2 separate regions of the Rattus norvegicus genome follow, and region 1 is linked to region 2. A link is a contact called in public Hi-C data. All regions are on one chromosome and are shown on one strand. The core of a region is the stretch at or near the end of the contact, and the rest is flanking DNA. Distances in the headings are between cores, read along the strand shown.

The links. A called contact is a pair of places that touch in the nucleus more often than the background predicts.
Region 1: a contact with region 2 is called in a Hi-C map of frontal cortex, with 2.7 times the contacts expected there. The contact joins the promoter of Marchf10 here to the enhancer-like site in region 2. A contact is called at or near these places in 6 of 12 Hi-C or Micro-C datasets (the A7r5 cell line, the Rat2 cell line, Schwann cells and 3 more) and 1 of 1 datasets of contacts at active chromatin or transcription factors (oligodendrocytes).

Annotation. Positions count from the first base shown.
Region 1 is chr10:90,920,050-90,923,323 of GRCr8, forward strand. Marchf10 (membrane associated ring-CH-type finger 10) reads right to left here and starts at 1,385. Exons shown (of 12, transcript NM_001013973.1): 1 at 1,230-1,385; 2 at 374-455. LOC108352144 (a long non-coding RNA gene) reads left to right here. Exons shown (of 3, transcript XR_005490476.2): 1 at 1-1,799; 2 at 2,439-2,525.
Region 2 is chr10:90,835,221-90,838,193 of GRCr8, forward strand. It overlaps Marchf10 (membrane associated ring-CH-type finger 10), which reads right to left. Exons shown (of 12, transcript NM_001013973.1): 11 at 1,028-1,070. Among named protein-coding and RNA genes, the nearest start is that of Mrc2, 75 kb to the left of the region's middle. Within about 2 kb of position 1,526, at least 43 of the 93 cell types and tissues checked have an H3K27ac peak or open chromatin away from gene starts, as enhancers often do. A contact at or near this core is called in Schwann cells, where this site is marked.

The DNA.
Region 1 (3,274 bases), core at 135-2,634, 85 kb after region 2:
TCTATGGAACCCTTCCACCACCCCACACACCACACTTTGCTATGTTCTCTTAAGTGCTCAGAGCAGTTTGGACTTGCTTTCCTTTGGCTCAGGATGGTTGGGGTGAGCCGTTCCCCATCTTGCACTTTAAAAGGCCTGCGGCTCTGCCCTCATCTGTTATTTCTAACATTTATCAGCAACTGTGTTGGTCAGACTTCCGTGACTGTAACAGGGATTCTGAGGTAAGTAAAGGCACACTAAAGATTTTGTGTGTGTGTGTGTGTGTGTGTGTGTGTGTGTGTGTGTGTGTGTGTTTTGCCGGGGGTGGATTTCGGCAGACATTCATGGATTATACTTTCAAAGATCACACTTAGCTTTTCAAATAAATTTGTACCTGCATAGAATGAAGTCTGTTCCCCCTTTTTTCAGAAAAAAACGATGTGGTTAAAAACAGAAAGATGGACCCCCTGCTGCTCCTGTGGAAGAGAAGCCTGTCTGAGTATCAATCGGGCAGAGAACACCAGGATTCATAAGGAAACTACATTCATGGCCGCCAAGGGCACAGCCCATGGTCCAGTTAGATGGGGTACAAAGTTAACACAGCTAAACCGGTTAATCTATCGTGGCCTCGGGGTGGTATAATTTAAGGGAGGTTCTTAGTCAGGAGGCATGGAATAACCTGGCCTGACCAGTCAGGAAACAGTATCACTGAAAGGACTTCCTAAGTTTTCCTGACTTCACAATCATCTTCAAAACAAAGAACTTTAACACTGCCCAGGAGACTCTCCCCCACCCATCACAAACTCTGTCACACTGCATTTCCCTGTAAAAATAAACAGTTGAAACACCACAGTGCCACAAGTATTTTCTTATTTAACTATTGTCAAGACCCTATGAGGTTAAACAGTTTCCTTGGAATTAGAGACAGACACCAAGGGGACAGTAGATTGTCTCAGGTTAGGAAAAGTCTCCAGATGAACTTGAATTTTAGGCTGTACTACAAGTTTGAAAAACTGACCAGAATAAACAAGAAATAGAAATAACTATATAGGAATAAATCCAGAGGAAAATGATGCTTAATTCCCAGACTATCTTTTTGTGGGCCTACTCAACCAGATGGCCATTTGAAGCCAAGGATTTTTTTTTTTCAGATATAGGCAGGCGCTAGAGTGCTGTGTGTGGGGGCAGGAAATAAAACATGGGCAAGGCGTGATTCTGAAATCATAACCCGTGCTCTCTTCTGTTCTCACCTTTGAACTGCTTCTTGTTCTGAAAATCACGCATGATCATGCGTACCTCTGTTGTAAGCCTCTGGTGACAAAGCACTGGACCAAGCTTTTGTTTTTAGAAATCCGTGTGAAACGCCATGCTAAGGAGAGGGTAAGGGCCAGGGATGAGGAGGTTCGTGAGGCAGGGAGAGGGAGTGGCTCCGCCAGGCCCCAAAATTCCACATGTCTGTGAAATTTCAATGAGGAATATTCTAAGAACTCTGTGACATTTGAATTCCTCTCTGGCATAACTGTCTAGGGAATTCAGACAGAGACACCCTGACTTAGAACAGGAGCAACAGGAGACGTTTCTTTCCAGTCTCTAAACGCACCACACGTCTGTACATATAAATGCACATGCACATTCCTGTGTACAAAAAGTCTCCTTTTCTGTGACTGTATTTGTCATCATCATCAACAACAACAACAACAAAAACGCTGACCGGAAAGAAGTGCTTTTAAAATAAGCTGTCTTATCATTTTCTCTCTGTGTTCTCTCTGTGAAATATTATTAAAACTATACTGTCTTTGAGTTTGGCAAATAAACACAAGGTAAATTTAACCTCGTTATGCTGAAGCTTCGTCTGAAGCAAGTTGTAAATAGCTCTGTTACTACCTGACAATCAGGTTTATAAATTCCTCCATTTCCACGATTGGGTGCTTGGGAGAGGATTTCAGAAGACTTTAATCCAAACTTTTCCACAACGAATTAATTTGTAATGACAAGAATTACAGGTTTTTGTTTTGTTTTCTTTTTTTTTTTTTTTCAATTTTAGTTTGGAAAAAAAATCTTAGTTTTTTTTTTTTTTAAACTTGGGTTGAATATAAGTTTGGTGACTTAGGCCCGTTCTATATTTCAGAGGCTGAGGGCTTGAGGCAGTGGGGCGGGGGCGGGGGGGACTGTTCCAATTTAACGTAGGAAATAAAGGTTGGGGTGGAGGGGTGTTTGATAGACCTAGCTAACACATACGGACTATTAAGCCCAGAGCAGAGACTGTGTAATTGGAAAAATGAAAAGAACATCACAAGTTTGACAAGCGATTGGGTTCTACCATTAATAATACCATCGTTTTCACACTTAAAAGCTGTTTCTTGGACTTGTTAGACCAATGTAGCTGTGCGGGGTGGGTGGCTGGGGGAACTACCAGTGTGCAAAACCGTCTAGACTCCAGTTAAATCTGTTCCTTTTAGGTAGAAACGAACTGGAGCTGGGGTCAGCCTGAAGAAGAGAGGGGCGCTAAGAGGTCTGATTTCCCTTCAGAATCTTAAGTTTAAAAGGTAAAGTTGATCCTCAGTTCTGGGAAGGCTAGAGCGGGGGCCGGTTACCTTGGGGATCAGCACTTTCGCCCCTCACTAGGGGCTAAAGGGACTGCGTGGCGGAGCGGGTGGGTAGGCCCACAGCAGAAGAGCCGCCCATCAATCGTGCGTGGGGCCGGTCCTGGGCTCCTCTTCCTCCCCTACGCCTCACGTCTTCCTCCCTCTAGCGGCCCCTCTTCCTTCTCCTCCCTGGAGGCAGCTGTCCGCCGCGGCCTCCGGCCTTTTTCGGGGTGGAGACGGTGGGGGCGGCTGCCTGGCGTCCTCCCGTTTCCTTGGCAACCGGGCCTCCCTCCTCGCGCGGAGCTTGTGCCGCTAGTCGCGAGGGAACGTGGATCGTGGGGGTGGGGCGGGGCTGCGGCCCCGGGGGTCCTGAGTCCACACGTGGGCGGCCCTGCCGGTTGCCGTGGGAACGAGAAGGGATGCAGTTGGGAAAAGAAAAGCAGTGATGGCGGCTGGCTTGGAAGAGATGCTCTAGGAATAGGCACTCTGATTTTGTCTGTGTTCACGCCCAGACTCCGTGTTGCTTCATATAAGATGGAGATTAGGAAATGGGAGAGGGAAAAAATTATATAAAACAGTAAAGGGAGTACGTGGAAAGAAGAAAAGATCCTGCACGTCTTGAGATGGTTGTTGCACAGGGATCTTCAAGCAAAATGTGCTGATCCGATCTCAGAGAAGAAATAAACCATTAAGGGAGGCACCGGATCAGC
Region 2 (2,973 bases), core at 276-2,775:
CTTCCCCAGGGTTGCAGTCTTGGCACCACCCTGGGGAGCTCTGGACTGGTGCAATGTCTCTTCTGGTCAGGTATTTATTTGTGGGGTTTAGGGGAGGGGTCCACGAAGCATCCCTGCAATGGGTTGCATCAACCCGGTCTGTGGGCTGTGCATGAAAGACACATTCCAGAGCCCCACCCCACCGCTGGAGTGGAGTCAATGCGAGGGCCCGGGAATCGGTGTTTAGGGTAAGTTCTGGAGATTGTTGATGCCAACGTGGGAATCACTCTCCTAAAGCTTGCAGGGCAGACCATTGTAAATTGTTTCCTTGAAGAACCCAGAGAGACCCAGTAGTCACATCCCTCCAATTCCCTGCGACGCTTATTCTCTCTGTGGATAGAGTCTTTCTTAAGGCTTGCCTCTGAGCGCTCTGCTTTAATTAGGCTCATTTTTCTCCAGGGGGAATTTCTATGGAATAAGAAACCCGTTTGAAGGAGACTGGAGACCTGTTGGCTTTGTTCAACCCCTGAATGCAACAGACTCACTTGATGTCCTTAATGGCATCAAAATCCAATCAAAACACTTGCTTGTCAAAGGAACCATCTCTCTGGTAATGGCTAATCAGCCTGCTTTTAGGATCCGGGGAGGAAAATCCCAGGCAGTATCCTGGCAAGAAAAAAAAAAAAAAAACCACACACACACACACACACACACACACACACACACACACACACACAAACCAACCAGTCCTCCATTAAGGGTTGGATGCTGAGGATCCTAACAAGGAAAGCTCTCTCTTCCGTCTAGTTGACCCTTTTCTTTGGTTTCAGGATGAATTAAAAAATCTTATCTGCCCCATATCCAACCGTCTGTCTTGATTGATTTTCAGCTAAGCCTAATGTTTCCCGAAGCTTGGCAGGGTTACTTTTGCCTCTGGGTGGTGGTCATAACTTCCTTCAAGGCTGTTAGGTTCAACACAGGAACAGAAAGGGGGCAACCCAGCAGACACCCTTAGAGGGGGCAGGACAGGATGGACCCCCAAACCTACTTTCGCTTTCTTCCGGTCTGGGTTGTGGGTAATTTCTTGACATCTATGAGAGAGAAGACAATGAGACATGAGTTGTTTTTACAATGCAACTGTGAACAGATATAGAACTCCCTGGCCTCAGAACGTCCTAGAACTCCCTGTGACTCGCCAAGGTGCCCAGGATCAGGGCTGCTTTTCTGCACCGATGGAGATCAGCTTGTCCCAAGGACAGTGCGGTGATAACCCAGGTCACCTTTGCTGCTTTGGGGCTTCTATATTTGGCAGTGTGAACAGACTTGCTTCCTTTCAGCAATTGATCTGAATAGCAGAATCCCTTTCTGATGGTCCCGGCACAATTTACAGGCAGCGGGGAGGGAAGCTGTGCTAATTGGCCACTTGCCTCGCCACTGGCTTTTAAACAATCGCTTGTATTCTCTGCTCAGCAGGAAGCTGCCGACCCGTCCAGGCCCTGGGCTCTCTTTGTTCTGATTTTATGGCATTTTATGCCACAATAAGAAATGCTGTGTACTCCGTGGGAGCCCACTGTGCCAGGCTGCAAGGATGTGGGCCCCATAGCCAAGGGCTTGGTGCTATTTCCCTGGGAAGAACGGGGACTTTGTGACTGGCTGAAGACAAAACAAGGGGTGCTGGACAATGTCACTGGTCAGCTCCCTGGGCTGGGTGGAGGCACCTCTTGTCCTCGGGCTCTTTTCTGTGCCCAAGGGAGGGGCAGGGGAAGGATGGGATTTCATCTAGAATAGCAGGTCCTGGTTACCTGTGGGTTTATACATCAGGATTGTACTAATCTCTATGCCTATGCTGTGGTCAGCCGAGGCAACCTCACCCTGCCACCCTCTGTGGCAGGTGCCCATAGATCACGGAGATAGACATCTGACCAACCCCCCCACTCTGTTCAACCAACCCCTGTCCTGCTGAGCAGAGGTCCTTTTCTAACCACGGGCCAAAGCTGGACTTTCCATGTTTGGGTAGATTTGACTCCTTGAACCCAGAGTTTCTGATTTTGTAGAAATAGCTGTAAATCGGAGTGGTCTGCAAGAATGGACCTGTGGCACCGTCTGCCTCCGAGGCCAGTCGGTGTGCTCCCTGTGACCTCTGGCACTACCCTAGCAGAGGACGAGGGGAAGGCACTCTCTTCTGAAGACACCAGTGGTCAAAGACAAGAATCAGATGAGGAGGAAGGCCATGATGGGGGCTCTGGGGGAACTGACTCGAAATAATGGCATGTCGAGTGTGGGTGTGAAAGGGAAATCCATTTAAATCTAACGTCCAGGTCCAGGCCAGACTGTGCCCATCAGACTACAGGACGAGCTAGGCTGCACGAACTGAGGCTGCCAGAGTCCTGTGGTCCCTGGAGATGCTCCTGTCACAGGCACCTGAGGAAGGGCCAGCTTTCTGCTGGGCACCTTCATAGAATAACATCAGTGCTTCCTTCAGCTGTCCTCTGAGCGAGGGCACACACACACACACACACGCACGCACGCAAGTGTGCGCACGCACGCACGCACGCACACACACACACGCGCACACACACATGCACGCACGCACACATACACATAAACACACATACACACACGCACGCACACATACACACATGCACACCCGCACACACACATGCATGCACACATACACATACACACACATACACACTCGCACACACACACACATGCACGGACGCACGCATGCACGCAGCTGAGCATGTATTTGGGGAGGGAGGAAGAGAATATTATCACCCATGCTCTCTGCTGGGCCCCTTATCTCTCTAAGCCACTGTAAGGGCCACACAGCTGGCTTCCTCCAGTCTACCCTGCAGGTGTCTCCTGCCCTTATCACTCAAATACCAGGGTGTCAGTCCCAGGCTGGAAACTGTCCAGTAGCCTCCAGAGCCACCCCTCAGCCTTTCAGCCCTGCACCCTGCCTACACCGCAGGCTCACTTCCTGCCACACAG